Regions from separate parts of the Sus scrofa genome. Here region 1 is linked to region 2. The links are chromatin contacts, called in public Hi-C maps. All regions are on one chromosome and are shown on one strand. The core of a region is the stretch at or near the end of the contact, and the rest is flanking DNA. Distances in the headings are between cores, read along the strand shown. Region 1 holds the start of NR1H2 (oxysterols receptor LXR-beta). Region 2 holds the start of FAM71E1 (protein FAM71E1).

Region 1 (6,476 bases), core at 3,054-5,553, 78 kb before region 2:
TCCGCCTCCAGGCTTTGTTTGGGCTCGCAGTACTTATAGCTTTTCCTGGAGTTCCACTGGCTAAAACAAACTCACGTGATGTATCCCACTGCAATGGCAGTTGGGAAATGTAGTCCGTTTGTGTCACCCAGCACAGGGGACCATTTTTGTGTGTGTGTGTGATTGACCAGCCCACAAGGGCTTGCGATTGGGCCCATAGTTCCCTCTGTGATCCTATCTCGCATCTCCACCCACACCACCCCACCCAGCTCCAGCCACTGTGGCCTCCTTGCCTGTTTTCAAACATGACAAACATATTCCTGCCTTGTCTTATTGAGAACTTAATTATTAAGACTTGGTCATAATCTGGGGAAAATTGCATCACCCACGGCAAAGCTGCCAGAGGCACCTCAGTTGGTGATAGAGTGCTCCTGTGTCAGACTAGACTGTAACTTGCAAATTCACGGTAATTCTATATTTCAAAGTAAGATTTGGCTGCCATGTTGTTTCTCTCCTCCACCTTTGTTGATGGAACTATTGCTTTGTTACAAATTAGCTGTTACCAAATAAAAGGGCAGAGTTTGGAGCAGAGAAAAGTGAACTGAAAAGGAAAAAAAAAAAAAAAAAAAAGCCTGCACTCCCCAAGGGAGAAGCTTTTACAGGCAAAATTTGGGGTGAGGGCTGCAGGGTGGTGTGACTTTCTTCTGATTGGCTGGTGGTGAGATAACAGGATGGCTTCAGGAATCCGGCTCAGCCTGAAGTTCCCATCGTCCACCTGGGTGGGGGCCTTGGTTTCTGCAGAAGAGCTCAGAGGCAGTGTTATGTAGATCCCTGGAGGAGGCACCAGGATCCTGCTTTAATTTGATTTCTTGATTGTGCTCGCTTTGTCTCTGCATTCTCTTAATTCCCAGATTAGCAATCCTTTGAATCTGCTCTTTGGTATTCTGGAAGGTCTAGGCGGCAGAATAGGGGCTATTTCCTACTAACTAGAAAAGAGGGGCACAGAAAGCTTTGTACTGGGGAGCAAAGCCTCCCAAGGTCTTGCAGGGTTTCATGATTTCCATGTATTCCTCATTCACATGACATTTGGCGAAGTGAAATGAACAATTTTCTAGTTGTTGGGGAATTGGTTGAGTTCTTTTTTTTACCTTTTTCTTCTTTCCTTTTTAGGACTGCACCCGCAGCGTATGGGAAGTTCCCAGGCTAGGGGTCGAATTGGAGCTGCAACTGCCGGCCTACACCACAACCACAGCAACACGAGATCCGAGCCGTGTCTGCGACCTACACCACAGCGCCTGGCAACACTGGATCCTTAACCCACTGAGCAAGGCCAGGGATGGAACCCACATCCTCATGGATGCTAGTCAGGTTCCTAAACCGCTGAGCCATGACAGACACTCCCCTTAGTTCATCGATCTTATCTCTGATTTCACTTCAGAATAGTAAAGGCAGAGTTAAACACGAGAAATGATTTGAAATAAAAACAGAGGAATTGTGTGCTCAGCAGGTTAAGTATCCAGCTTGTCACTGCGGTAGTTCTGATAAGGATAGAGGATAGTTAGCTACACAGGGAGTTGTAGAAGCCCCAGTAGGCGACCATGGCTAGAGAGGGAAACCTAGGGAAATTTGGGAGACCACTGTAAGTTAATAATTGCTCAAGAAAGTCATCAGAACATCATGGCACAAAGCAGCCTTGCTTAACTATAAAACCATAAATCGAAGCACGAGATATGCCTCAGGTCATTGAATGAGAGATTAAAGGAGTATTGTCTTCAAGTTGGGCAAGATAGTGATCCTTAAGACAGGAATTTAAGGGAAAGGTGACCTCCCAAAGTAGGAGCCCCTCATTGTTACAGAAACCTGCAATGATTCAACATATTTCAACCTATGTTACCACCCTCCCGCTGATCTGAGTAAGCGCCACGACAGTCCTGGTTTGACCTCACAGGTCAAAGTCTCTCCTACCCGAGATGAAGGAGGAGCTAGTGATGTCAGCATGACGTCTACTGGAAGAATCAGGAAGAGGGCGGTCTTTTCCCCCTCCCACCCTCATTGGATTATAAACATGAGCCTCCTCACCTGCCCACCTGTATCTCTCACAAGCGTCCTATCTTAATAAATCCATTTCTTGCCTACCACTTATCTTTCGCTAAATTCCTTCTGCACTGAGACACAAACAGAACCTGCGCCTCAGTATCAGGTGCGTCCAGACACCAGGTGAGTGACCCCGGGTTCAAGTCCCCGTCCCGGTTTATGCTGGGTGTTTCCATTTCAGTTTGTGTTGGTGCTGTGACAAGTGTTCGATCCCTGGCCCGGGAACTTCCACATGCAGAGTGTGTGTGTGGGGGGGGGGGTGTCAGGGGAAGAGCCATCAGGAAAGTACAAATTAAAACCATGATGAAATATCTATTCACACCCACTAAAAGGACCATAATAAAAAAAGACAGAAAATACCAAGCAGTGGTAAGGTAGCAAAGAAACTGAAATCTTGGGATAGCGTTGCCGGGGATGTAAAGAGATGCACGTGGTCTGGCAGCTCCTCAAAAGAGTTAAATAAAACACACACAGGACACGACACAACACAACACACACACACGACAAAAGCTACACATAAAACTTAAATAATCGCATGGCGTATTAAATCAAAGACATTAATTTACATTAATTAGAAATCGAGTCACATTTTTTTTAAGGTTCACCATGGCAGCACTTGGAGGATTTTAACATGTAACTGAATGAGAAGTTCCCATTGTGGTGCAGTGGTTAACGAATCCGACTAGGAACCATGAGGTTGTGGGTTCAGCCCCTGCCCTTGCTCAGTGGGTTAAGGATCCGGTGTTGCCCTGAGCTGTGGTGTAGGTTGCAGACACAGCTCGGATCCCTCGTTGCTCTTGTGTAGGCCGGCAGCGGCTACAGCTCCAATTTGACCCCTAGCCTGGGAACCTCCATATGCCACGGAGTGGCCCCAGAAAAGCCAAAAAACAAAACAAAACAAAAACAAACAAACATGTAACTGAACAAAATCCTGAAATGCCCCTAGGGGGTTGCTTTATGTTTGAAAAAAATTCTTTTTCCATTTTATAGGCAATTTCTGTGTTTATCATAAGCTTCATGCTAAGGATGGAGAATTCTGGTGAATTGTAAATAGTATTGTGCCATTCTATCATTTGCTTGGGGCCAATTAAAATTTGTTTTACATCTGTACATGTTAAAAAAAAAGTAAACACAGAGTTACTGTAGAACTCAGAAACTCCACTCCTAAGTACACGGGAGTTCAGTCATCTCCCAATGCCGTGTTAGTCACTCTGCTTTATTGGTAAACAACCTCGGGTGGAAAATCCCACAGCTTGAAGGCCACGCTGGAATGGACAAAACAAGTCAAAAGAGACCATAGAGTATATATTCCCATTTTAAAATTTTTTATTGTTTATTTTTTGGTGCAGAAACCCAGGAACGAAATACTCCCATTTTTTAAAAAATGCTTATATGCTCGATATAGATCTAATTGTAATTGAAAAGACTTTGGAACAACTCTCATCTTCTACCTGTCCAAGTATTGAGTTTTCTTTTTGCTTTTCTTTTTTGGTCACGCTGTGGCAGGTGGAAGTTCCTGGGCCAGGGAATTGAACCCGTACCACAGCAGCAACCCGGGCCGCTGCAGAGTCAACACCGGATCTTTAACCCCCTGAGTCACAAGGGAGCTTTCTTTCTTTTTTTTTTTTTTTAATTCTTCCTATCACCAAATTATTTATTTTATGGCCCCACTTGGAGCAAATGGAAGTTCCCCGGCCAGGGACTGAATTCAAGCCCAGCAACAGCCAGATCCTTTAACCCAATGTGCCTGCCAAATGGAACCCGCACCTCCGCAGTGACCCGAGCCACTGGAGTCGGATTCTTAACCCACTGGCGGGCAGCAGGAACTCCCGAATTATTTTTAAAATACATTTTTTTTCTGCGTCTAGGTATGTAATTAACTTATTTAAAACCAACAAGCAGCTCAGTTCCAAAATCTGAAAAAATTATAACAACCAAAAAAGAACAAATACGCTTTAGAAGAGCCATGGGGGGAAAAAAGCTGTAGCCGGGGAGACGACGCCGGTAAATCCCGCGAGCCCAGGGAGGCACAGGGCAGAGTTTAAAGCAACACTGGGCGGGGCAGGGAGGTTTGGGACTAGCCACGCCGCCCTCCCGCCCCACTTTGGATTGAATGGAACCGGAACTCTTCTTCCGGCCTTCCGTGGAGCTACCCGGTAACGCGAACTTCCGGGCGGCAGCCGCCATCCGTAAGAGACAGCCGCTTAGGCTACCCCTAGACGGACCGGAATTCCGTCATCCTGACTCCACGCCCACTTCCGGAAGTGACGCGTGGTGGGGTTGCCGGAAGAAGTGGCGAAGTTACTTTTGAGGGGACCCTAGTCGCGGCGCCGTGCCAGCAGATACGGAGGCGGCAGAAGAGAAGCAGAACAAGGGGACGAAAGCAGGTGCACCCGAGTGTGGGGAGACGCGGGAGGAGCCCTGGGCCTGGGGCTTCCCGGCGTTCCCCGCGCTGCTTGGCTCAGCCCCCTCCTCTCCTTCCACCCCTTCCCTTCCTTAGCTCGCGCCGCCGCCGGCTGTTTCCAGGGCAACAAAAGTAGGAGACCCCCACAAGAAGCCGCCCACGAGACCCTCGCGCGCAGCCATGAGCCCCGCCCCCCACTGGTGTTCGGAGAGGGGCGGGACCTGGAGAGAGGTATGGGGGCGGAGCATCACGGGAAGGGGTGGAGGCAGGATGTGATGGGAGGGGGTGGGGCGGGGCCTGGAAGGGATGGGGAGACCTAGGAGGTGTGGGCGGAGCATAATGGGAGGAGGTGGGATCAGAATGAGAGATGAGGGCGCTTCCTCGGTGGAGGTGGAGTGAAGTCTGAGTAAAAGTAGGTGGGGTGAAACTGGATGGGAGAGAGGAAGTGAGGGTAGAGCACTTGAAACTGCAGGGACGAAGGGACGGGACGTTTCTGGAAAAAGCGGGTGGGCGGGATCTAGGAGTGGTTGGGGTCTAGGGGAGGGCGGGGCTTGGCCCTGCTGAGGGCTGTCCTGGAGCATAAGGGGGCGTGGCCTGTTAGAACTGGGTGGGAGGGTCCGAAGGCTGTCAGGGGCTGGGAGTGGGGTTTGTACACAGTAGGGTGAAGAGTCTGGAAGAGATGAAGAGGGAGGTGCCCCATTGAGACCTGTGGCTGGCGTAACCTGACCCTCTCTGGCCCCACAAGGCTCTCAGGCCCCCTGTATTCTGCAGGCTGCTCCGTGACCCCACCATGTCCACCCCCACCACGAGTTCCCTGGACACCCCCTTGCCTGGTGGTGAGTGACTCTCCCCCACCCAGCCACTGCCCCCCCGCCCCATCAGACTATTGTCAGGAGAAACCCACTGTGCCTCCATCTCCCAGGTAATGGTCCCCTTCAGCCCAGCACTCTGTCGTCTTCATCCGATGGAAAGGAGGATGGCCCTGAGCCATTGCCCGGAGGGGCGGACCCTGATGTCCCGAGCACTGACGGGGCCGGCTCAGCCTCCGTTGTGGGTGAGATGGCGCCCAGGCACACGGACTGGGGTTGGTATGGAGGTTTGAGGTGGGATCTAGGAAGGGAGAAAGAGCAGAAGCGGGGCCGGGCAGCGCTAGTTCCTCTCCCAGGCATCCTTGCCACCTCTTATTTTGGTCCACTGAGGTTCACTGACATACACATCTTTCTCTCTCATCGTCATCTCTCTGGGTCACCCTCTTCACTCTGGTTCTTTGCCTCCGATCTTTCGTGGATGTTTCCCTTCTGGCCACCGTTTATCTTTGTGGATTTGTCTCTCATGGCTTCTGTCCACTCATGCCAGTCATCCTAGACCCAGCAGAGGAGCCGGAGCGGAAGCGAAAGAAGGGCCCGGCTCCAAAGATGCTGGGCGACGAGCTGTGCCAAGTGTGCGGGGACACGGCCTCCGGCTTCCACTACAACGTGCTCAGCTGTGAAGGCTGCAAGGGCTTCTTCCGGCGAAGTGTGATCCGAGGCGGGGCCGGGCGCTATGCCTGCCGGGGCGGTGGAACCTGCCAGATGGATGCCTTCATGCGGCGCAAGTGCCAGCAGTGCCGGCTGAGAAAGTGCAAGGAGGCTGGGATGAGGGAGCAGTGTGAGTGCCAGGAAGGAAGCGGTGCCAGCCTGGCCCCTGCCCAGCCCTGGGGCTTCTGTTGAAGCCCGTGTCTCCCCACCAGGCGTCCTCTCCAAAGAGCAGATACGGAAGAAGAAGATTCGGAAGCAGCAGCAGCAGCAGCAGCAGCAGTCATCACCCACAGCGCCCGGAGTCAGCAGCGGCTCGGCTTCTGGGCCGGGGGCCTCCCCTGGAGGATCCGACGGGGGTGGCCAGGGCTCTGGGGAAGGCGAGGGCATCCAGTTAACAGCTGCGCAGGAACTGATGATCCAGCAGTTGGTGGCGGCCCAGCTGCAGTGCAATAAACGCTCCTTCTCGGACCAGCCCAAAGTCA
Region 2 (6,005 bases), core at 1,049-3,548:
TGTCGGCTGCGGGCGCAGACATAAATAAAATAGCAAATGCACCCAACGTGCTTGTCTGCGCTGGCCCAGAATCTATGGGTTAAGGGATCTGGCATCACCATGAGCTGTGGTGTAGTCTGCAGACATGGCTTGGATCCTGCGTTGCTGTGGCTGTGGCTGTGGCTGTGATGTAGGCCAGCAGTTGTAGCTTTTATTTGACCCCTTAGTCTGGAACCTCCATATGCCATGGGTGCTGCCCTGAGAAGCAAAGAAAAGGAATACAGTACAGAATGTCCCAGTGCCCAGTGGGGGCATCAGAATACGACTTTGTGAAATGTTTTAAATTTATACAGGGGGAGGAATAAATAAAGGCTGGAAGTAGAAGTTAGCTCAGGCCAGAATCAGATTCTACCACTGAGTGAGTTACCAAAAAAAAGAACAAAGCTTTTTGGATTTCAGAATTGCAAAGGACTGTGTGAGTGTGTGTGTGTGTGTGTGTGTGTGTGTGAGAGAGAGAGAGAGACAGTGTGACTCCACCCTTCCTTCCTTCCCTCCCCCTCTTCCCCTCGCCTACTTTTCTTTCAGTATCTGTGAGATGTAGTCAAAAAAGTGAAAGCCGGCAGCAGAGCATTTCTGTTAATATACTATACGCCTGTGAGTGTTTTGGTATTTGCAGCTGGAGTTGGAGGCAGGAGCCTTGGATGGGAGAAAAGCCTATTTCGGGCTATGTGTGTCTTGTACTTTGGAGTGTATTTGCATTACTTTTTCAAAGCAGAAGACAAAGACCTGGGAGTTCCCTGTGGTGCAGGGGGTTAAGGATCTCATGTTGTCATTGCTGCGGCCTTGGTTGCTGCTGTGGCTCAGGTTTGATCCCTGGCCCAGGAACTTCCACATGCCCTAGGTGCAGCCAAAAAAACACAAAACCCTGAAGGGGTAGTGTGGCATGTGGCACGGGAACTCAAGACTCCACCTCTGACCTACCACAGGGTGCTGAGCAAGTGGCTCCCCTCTCTGGGACTCAGGGTTTCTTTTTGGAGCACTGGGCTGAGGGGCCCCATTATACGAGACTATGAGGTCAGAGGTGGGACTATGCATGTGGTCCAGGGGACACCTGGCATGCAGTAAGTGCTGCATAAGTGGTCATTCTCCTGACCCTGCCAGGGTGTGACTGAGGGCTGTCCCCCTCCTGTCTATCCATCCCTGATTTCCGGCCCCTGTTGGATGGCCCTGTCCTTGTTCTCCAGGTGGACAGTAGCCTGGAGAGGGCTGGCAGCCCTCGTGGGTCGTCTGGGTGGAAGAAGGTGCTGCAGGGGGCCTAGGATGCCCAGAGCTGGGGAAGGAAGAGGTCTAGGCCGGGGTGGGGGCAGTCACCCGAAGAGCTGCAGGCATCCGTTCTCCTTGGCAGGGCCGGCCAGCAGCAACAGGTCTGGAAGTTCCAGGGCTGGACTGGAGGCTGCCACCCCCATGGTGACCTTGTTGGCAACTTCTCCTAACCGGGTCACCTGGGGCCGGGGGTCAGAGGTTAGAAGCTGGATAGATGGGGGGCAGGAATTTGGGTAGGTTTATGGTTCAAGGAACCAAGGAAGTTAACCACCAAATCAAGGGGTCAAAGGTCAAGAGTCATATGGATATGAAGGCCTGGAAACTGGACCCAGGGAATCAGAGGCCAGGTTTGGAGGTACTGGCGTGGCGGGGGTGTGGTGTGTGTGTGTGTGGTGTGTGTGTGTGTGTGTGTCAGTCAGGAATCTCAGGAGATGGGCGTGATGGGGGAGTGATCAGAAGCAGGGAGAACAGAGGTTCCCTAAGGCAGGAGATCGGGGTTCAGGCTTGCGCTAGGAGGGTCCTGGGTCTTCACACCTGCACGAAGTTGCTCTCAAAGATGGGGAAGTCTCGCAGCTGGTCGAACTCGCCGCTCAGGAGATGGCGTTGGAGCCGCCCGGGCCGGCCCGTGGGGCAGGCTGGAAACAGGGGGCGTTCTACAGGGGCAGCGAAGTTCTCAGGTCTATTCCAAGAGCCTGCGCCGGGGCCCTCCAGCTGGTAGGGCCCGGGCCACCCCGCGCTGAGGATAGGGGGTTTCGGGCTAGCGGTCTCCGCATCGCAGTCCCCATCCCTCACCCGGTCCAACCCCTCCAGGCCCGGCTCCGCCTCTCACCTGCCATCCCACCTAGTCCCGCCTCACCGGCTCCACCAGGGGCGGGCTTAGGCTGGTGCACTGGTTTCATCGCAACGCCCCGCCCCTTAGAGGAAACGCAGGGAGGCGCCCTCGGAGAAAATAGGGGGGCGGGGCCGTAGGCTCTGTGACGTCACAACGCAGCGGACGGGGTTTGACTACGTCACGGAGAAGCCGTCCGCGACTGTAGCGTCATCCAGGGGAGGTGCCCAGAGACCCGGATGGAGCGGAGGCCGCTCCGCTGACGTTCTGCCCGGTAACGGCGGGCGCTAGTGCGCCGACGCAAGGCGCAGGCGCACGGGCGACGAGGTGCGGCCCGTTTTTCCCGGCGTGCTCCGCGGCTCCCGGCTCACTCCTGCCCGGTGCCTGGTGGGAAAGGGCCGAAATGGCCGGGGCCCGCGCTGGGGCTACTCGGCTGCTGCTGCTCTTGGTGATGGCTGCAGCAGCCCCCAGCCGGGCGAGGGGTAGTGGTTGCAGGTCCGGGGCCTCTGTGCGGGGGGTGAGTGCTTATTCGCTCTGCACGGAGCACGGAGCCTGACGGAAATTGTGTGTCTCGGGCTTTTAGGTCGGTTATGGTGGGAGCGAGGCTGCGCTGGGCTGAGGGAAGACAAGGTTGCAAACCCGGGAAAGCGGTCCCGAGGTGCATGCCCGAGGCCGCAGGACTGGGAGAAAGTGAGAGGATAATTAGGAAGATACTAGTTAGTGAATATGCATGAGGGGGCGGGGCTCGGTTGGGGTTGTTTTTTTTGGGGGGGTGCGGACGGGTGTTCGGTGCGGTGAATACGAGACTATTCCGAAAGAGAAGGTTGGGGCAAGATCTTTAACATTTGAACGGAATTTTCTTGTGGCCCAGCAGGTTAAGGATCTGCCGTTGTCGCTGCAACGGCCTGGGTCGCTGCTCTGGCACGGGTTCGATCCCTAGCCCGAGAACTTCCTCATGCCGCGTGCGCTGCCAAAAAGAAAAAAAAAACCTAAACATTTCGAAGGCTAGGAATCTGCAGTCGTGAATCTGCTCGAGAAGTTCTGACGTGGGTGGAATCTTGGCGAATCAGAACTCGGGCGGCTAAAATGAAAAAGGCGAAGGGAGAGGAGTTCTGGATCATGAATATTCATGAGGAGGGCGCAGCATTTAGCTTGGGGATTAAATCTGGATCAAGGTTGCCGGCGGGCTTGTGGCAGTAGAGTGGAGGACACAGACGTCTGAGAAATTTGGAGAGTTGGAGAAAAGGAAGGGAACTTGCGTGTGCTTGTTAGGGTGGAACTCGGGGCGGGGGCCTCATGGCTGTTGGGGCTGTTAAAGTGAAAACGAGGCCGCTTGGATATTAGCTTGGGAAGGAAGCCCAGGGTGCCCATGAATATTTATGACCCTAGGCATGAAAGTGACCTTGGAAAGGAAGTTCTGCTGGTTTGCGGGGTCTGGTTTTCATGAAATGGGCAGTTCCTAGTGGAATCGGGGGCAAGTGTCACTGTTTGGATACGGGTATGAAAATAAGGCTCTTCCTGCACCCTGCTGCTCTGTCTTCGGATCTCTGGGTCCTGTGGAACTGCAGGCTCTGACGATCCTTGGCCTCAGCCCTCTCTGTCCCCTGCAGGCTGGGGCTGAAAGTCGAGAGGGCGAGGGCTGCGGCACCGTGGGGCTGCTGCTGGAGCACTCATTTGAGATCGGTGAGTCCAGTAACGTCCTGACCTGTCTGGTGCCCTGTGAGGTCAGGAACTCCGGTCTGGGTGCCACCCAGTGTGAAACACTTCGCTCTTGGGAGTGTGTTAGCATCCCACTGGGGGGGGGGGTGAGGAGGGGCATAGAAGCTCTGCCTTTGAATACTCCCTTAGCTGCAGGGCAGATGCTCTTTTCAGAAAGGTCAGCACAGCGGTTCCAGCCTCAGAGCCGACTTTGATCAAGTGCCCCGTGCCCTGACCCACTGCCCTCGTAGTTGGCTGCCCTTCGTGTATTAACTCACACATCCTCGCGGTAGTCGTGTAAAGTAGTAGGTGCTAAGGAAAGCCCCCTTTTTGCAGAAGAGGAAGCCGAGGCTCAGAAGGACACCTGACAAGATCCTCTTGCAGTTGAGCAGCAGAGCTGGTGCCTCTCTAAAGCCCAACTCAAACTGCCACAGTTTGGGCAGCCAGACTCCTGGGGCATCATAATTGAGCCTGAGGCCCCAGACTTTAGGGGCACTTGTCATGAACACTGAAGCTGGGCCCCTCTGAGGCCTCCCTTTTCGGACCCTGGCCTCTGCCCGAGAATGCCTAGGGCTTGGTTGGGAGCTCCCAGGCTCTCCAGCCCCTGTGTTCTGCAGCTGGGGAAACTGAGGCTCAGATAGGTTATGCCTGTGACCCTGGCTCCCCCGGCAAGGCCGAAACAGGGCTTAGGAGCTGCAGGGTTTGGGTTTTGGCTGAGGGTGGCCCTGGGAGGCAAGAGGGCAGGATGGGGTGGAGGTGTCTGCAGTTTTTAGGTGGGAAAACGGGCTGGGTAAGGGGAAGCGACTTAGTTGCTGCAAGAGGTGAAGGGTGTGGCGACAGGGACATCACTGAGTCCAGGCCCCCCACAGATGACAGCGCCCACTTCCGGAAGCGAGGCTCATTGCTCTGGAACCAGCAGGATGGCACTTTGTCTCTGTCACAGCGGCAGCTCAACGAGGAGGAGCGGGGCCGCCTCCGGGTGAGGAGGGGCTGCCATGCTCTGCGGGTGGGGGGCACATGCCTCAGGGCGAAGGGATGATCCAGGGCTCGGGTGGGGCTCCGGACAGCAGGGTAGAGGAAGGAAGGAGGGGCAGCGGGAATGGGGTCTTTGGGGAAGGCTTGCAGCAGCTCCGAAGTCCACTGCCACTCTGTCCTTTGGCCAAGATGTCACTGCAACGGAAGCCGGGGGCACAGGCTGTCTTCTGGGTGCCACGTGCTCTTGGGTGCCCTCCTGGTGGGAGATGCCAGGGTGAGGCCTGCCTCAACCGGCCTTCCTGCATGGTGGCCCGTGTGATCCTCTGTCACAGCCACCCCCAGAGAGAATTTGTGGCCCACGTAGCTGGGGAGTCCAGGTGGGGGCTGGCTCTCGGCTCTGAGAAGTGTCCTGGGGACCCAGGCTGTTTCAGGGCTGGGCTCTGCTCTCCTTGGAGTGGTTCTGCCCTGGCTGGGACACCACAGTGGGACAAGCCAGGCACTGGCTCTCTCACTGCCACCCTTCTCTCTCTGCTCGGCAGGATGTGGCAGCGCTGAACGGCGTGTACCGTGTCCGGGTCCCACGACGACCTGGGGCCCCTGATGGCCCAGAATCCGGTGGCTACGTCTCCTCCTTTGTCCCCGCAGTGAGTCAGTGATGAGGACCGGCCCCCATTTGCTTCACCCACTTGCTCCAGCCTGGGTTCTACCCCTCAGCCGCTGCCATTCGTGCCCAGCCTTTGAGGATGGAGAGGGCTTGGACCTGGCTTTGCCCTGAGGGTCTCCTGGGCTGGGGAGGGACAGTCCAGGTGGCGGGTGCCTTGTTGGGCAGCTCAGGGCCTCGTGGGCCCTGGGAGGGCTGTTGCCTGTGCCCGAGGTTGGCAGGGAGCTGCGGAGGGCTTTGACAGATGCTTCGGGGCCCCGGGGGCGGGGGCAGGAGGCTTGGGGGTGCTGGTGTGGGTTGGCAAAGCCTGGGCGGCAGCCCCTGCCAGCCCCCTTGCCTGACCCCGTCCCCTCCTCCCCCAGTGCTCCCTGCTGGAGTCTCACCTCTCGGACCAGCTGACCCTGCACGTGGACGTGGCCGGCAACGTGGTGGGTGTGTCGGTGGTGACACACCCCGGGGGCTGCCGGGGCCACGAGGTGGAGGACGTGGACCTGGAGCTGTTCAACACCTCCGTGCAGCTGCAGCCGCCGGTCCCCGCCC

Evidence for each region. A called contact is a pair of places that touch in the nucleus more often than the background predicts.
Region 1: a contact with region 2 is called in a Hi-C map of liver, with 4 times the contacts expected there. The contact joins the promoter of NR1H2 here to the promoter of FAM71E1 in region 2. A contact is called at or near these places in 2 of 5 promoter capture datasets (fetal liver and liver), 12 of 47 Hi-C or Micro-C datasets (alveolar macrophages, blood, epiblast stem cells and 4 more) and 2 of 2 datasets of contacts at active chromatin or transcription factors (alveolar macrophages and skeletal muscle).

What each region holds. Positions count from the first base shown.
Region 1 is chr6:55,234,233-55,240,708 of Sscrofa11.1, forward strand. It overlaps NR1H2 (oxysterols receptor LXR-beta), which reads left to right and starts at 4,304. Exons shown (of 10, transcript XM_005664782.3): 1 at 4,304-4,460; 2 at 4,574-4,708; 3 at 5,249-5,313; 4 at 5,400-5,531; 5 at 5,834-6,124; 6 at 6,207-6,476. The coding sequence starts at 5,268.
Region 2 is chr6:55,313,971-55,319,975 of Sscrofa11.1, forward strand. FAM71E1 (protein FAM71E1) reads right to left here and starts at 2,299. Exons shown (of 5, transcript XM_005664786.3): 1 at 2,132-2,299; 2 at 1,837-1,955; 3 at 1,351-1,481. The coding sequence starts at 2,201. It overlaps EMC10 (ER membrane protein complex subunit 10), which reads left to right and starts at 2,414. Exons shown (of 7, transcript XM_003127366.5): 1 at 2,414-2,648; 2 at 3,742-3,814; 3 at 4,699-4,808; 4 at 5,344-5,448; 5 at 5,828-6,005. The coding sequence starts at 2,535.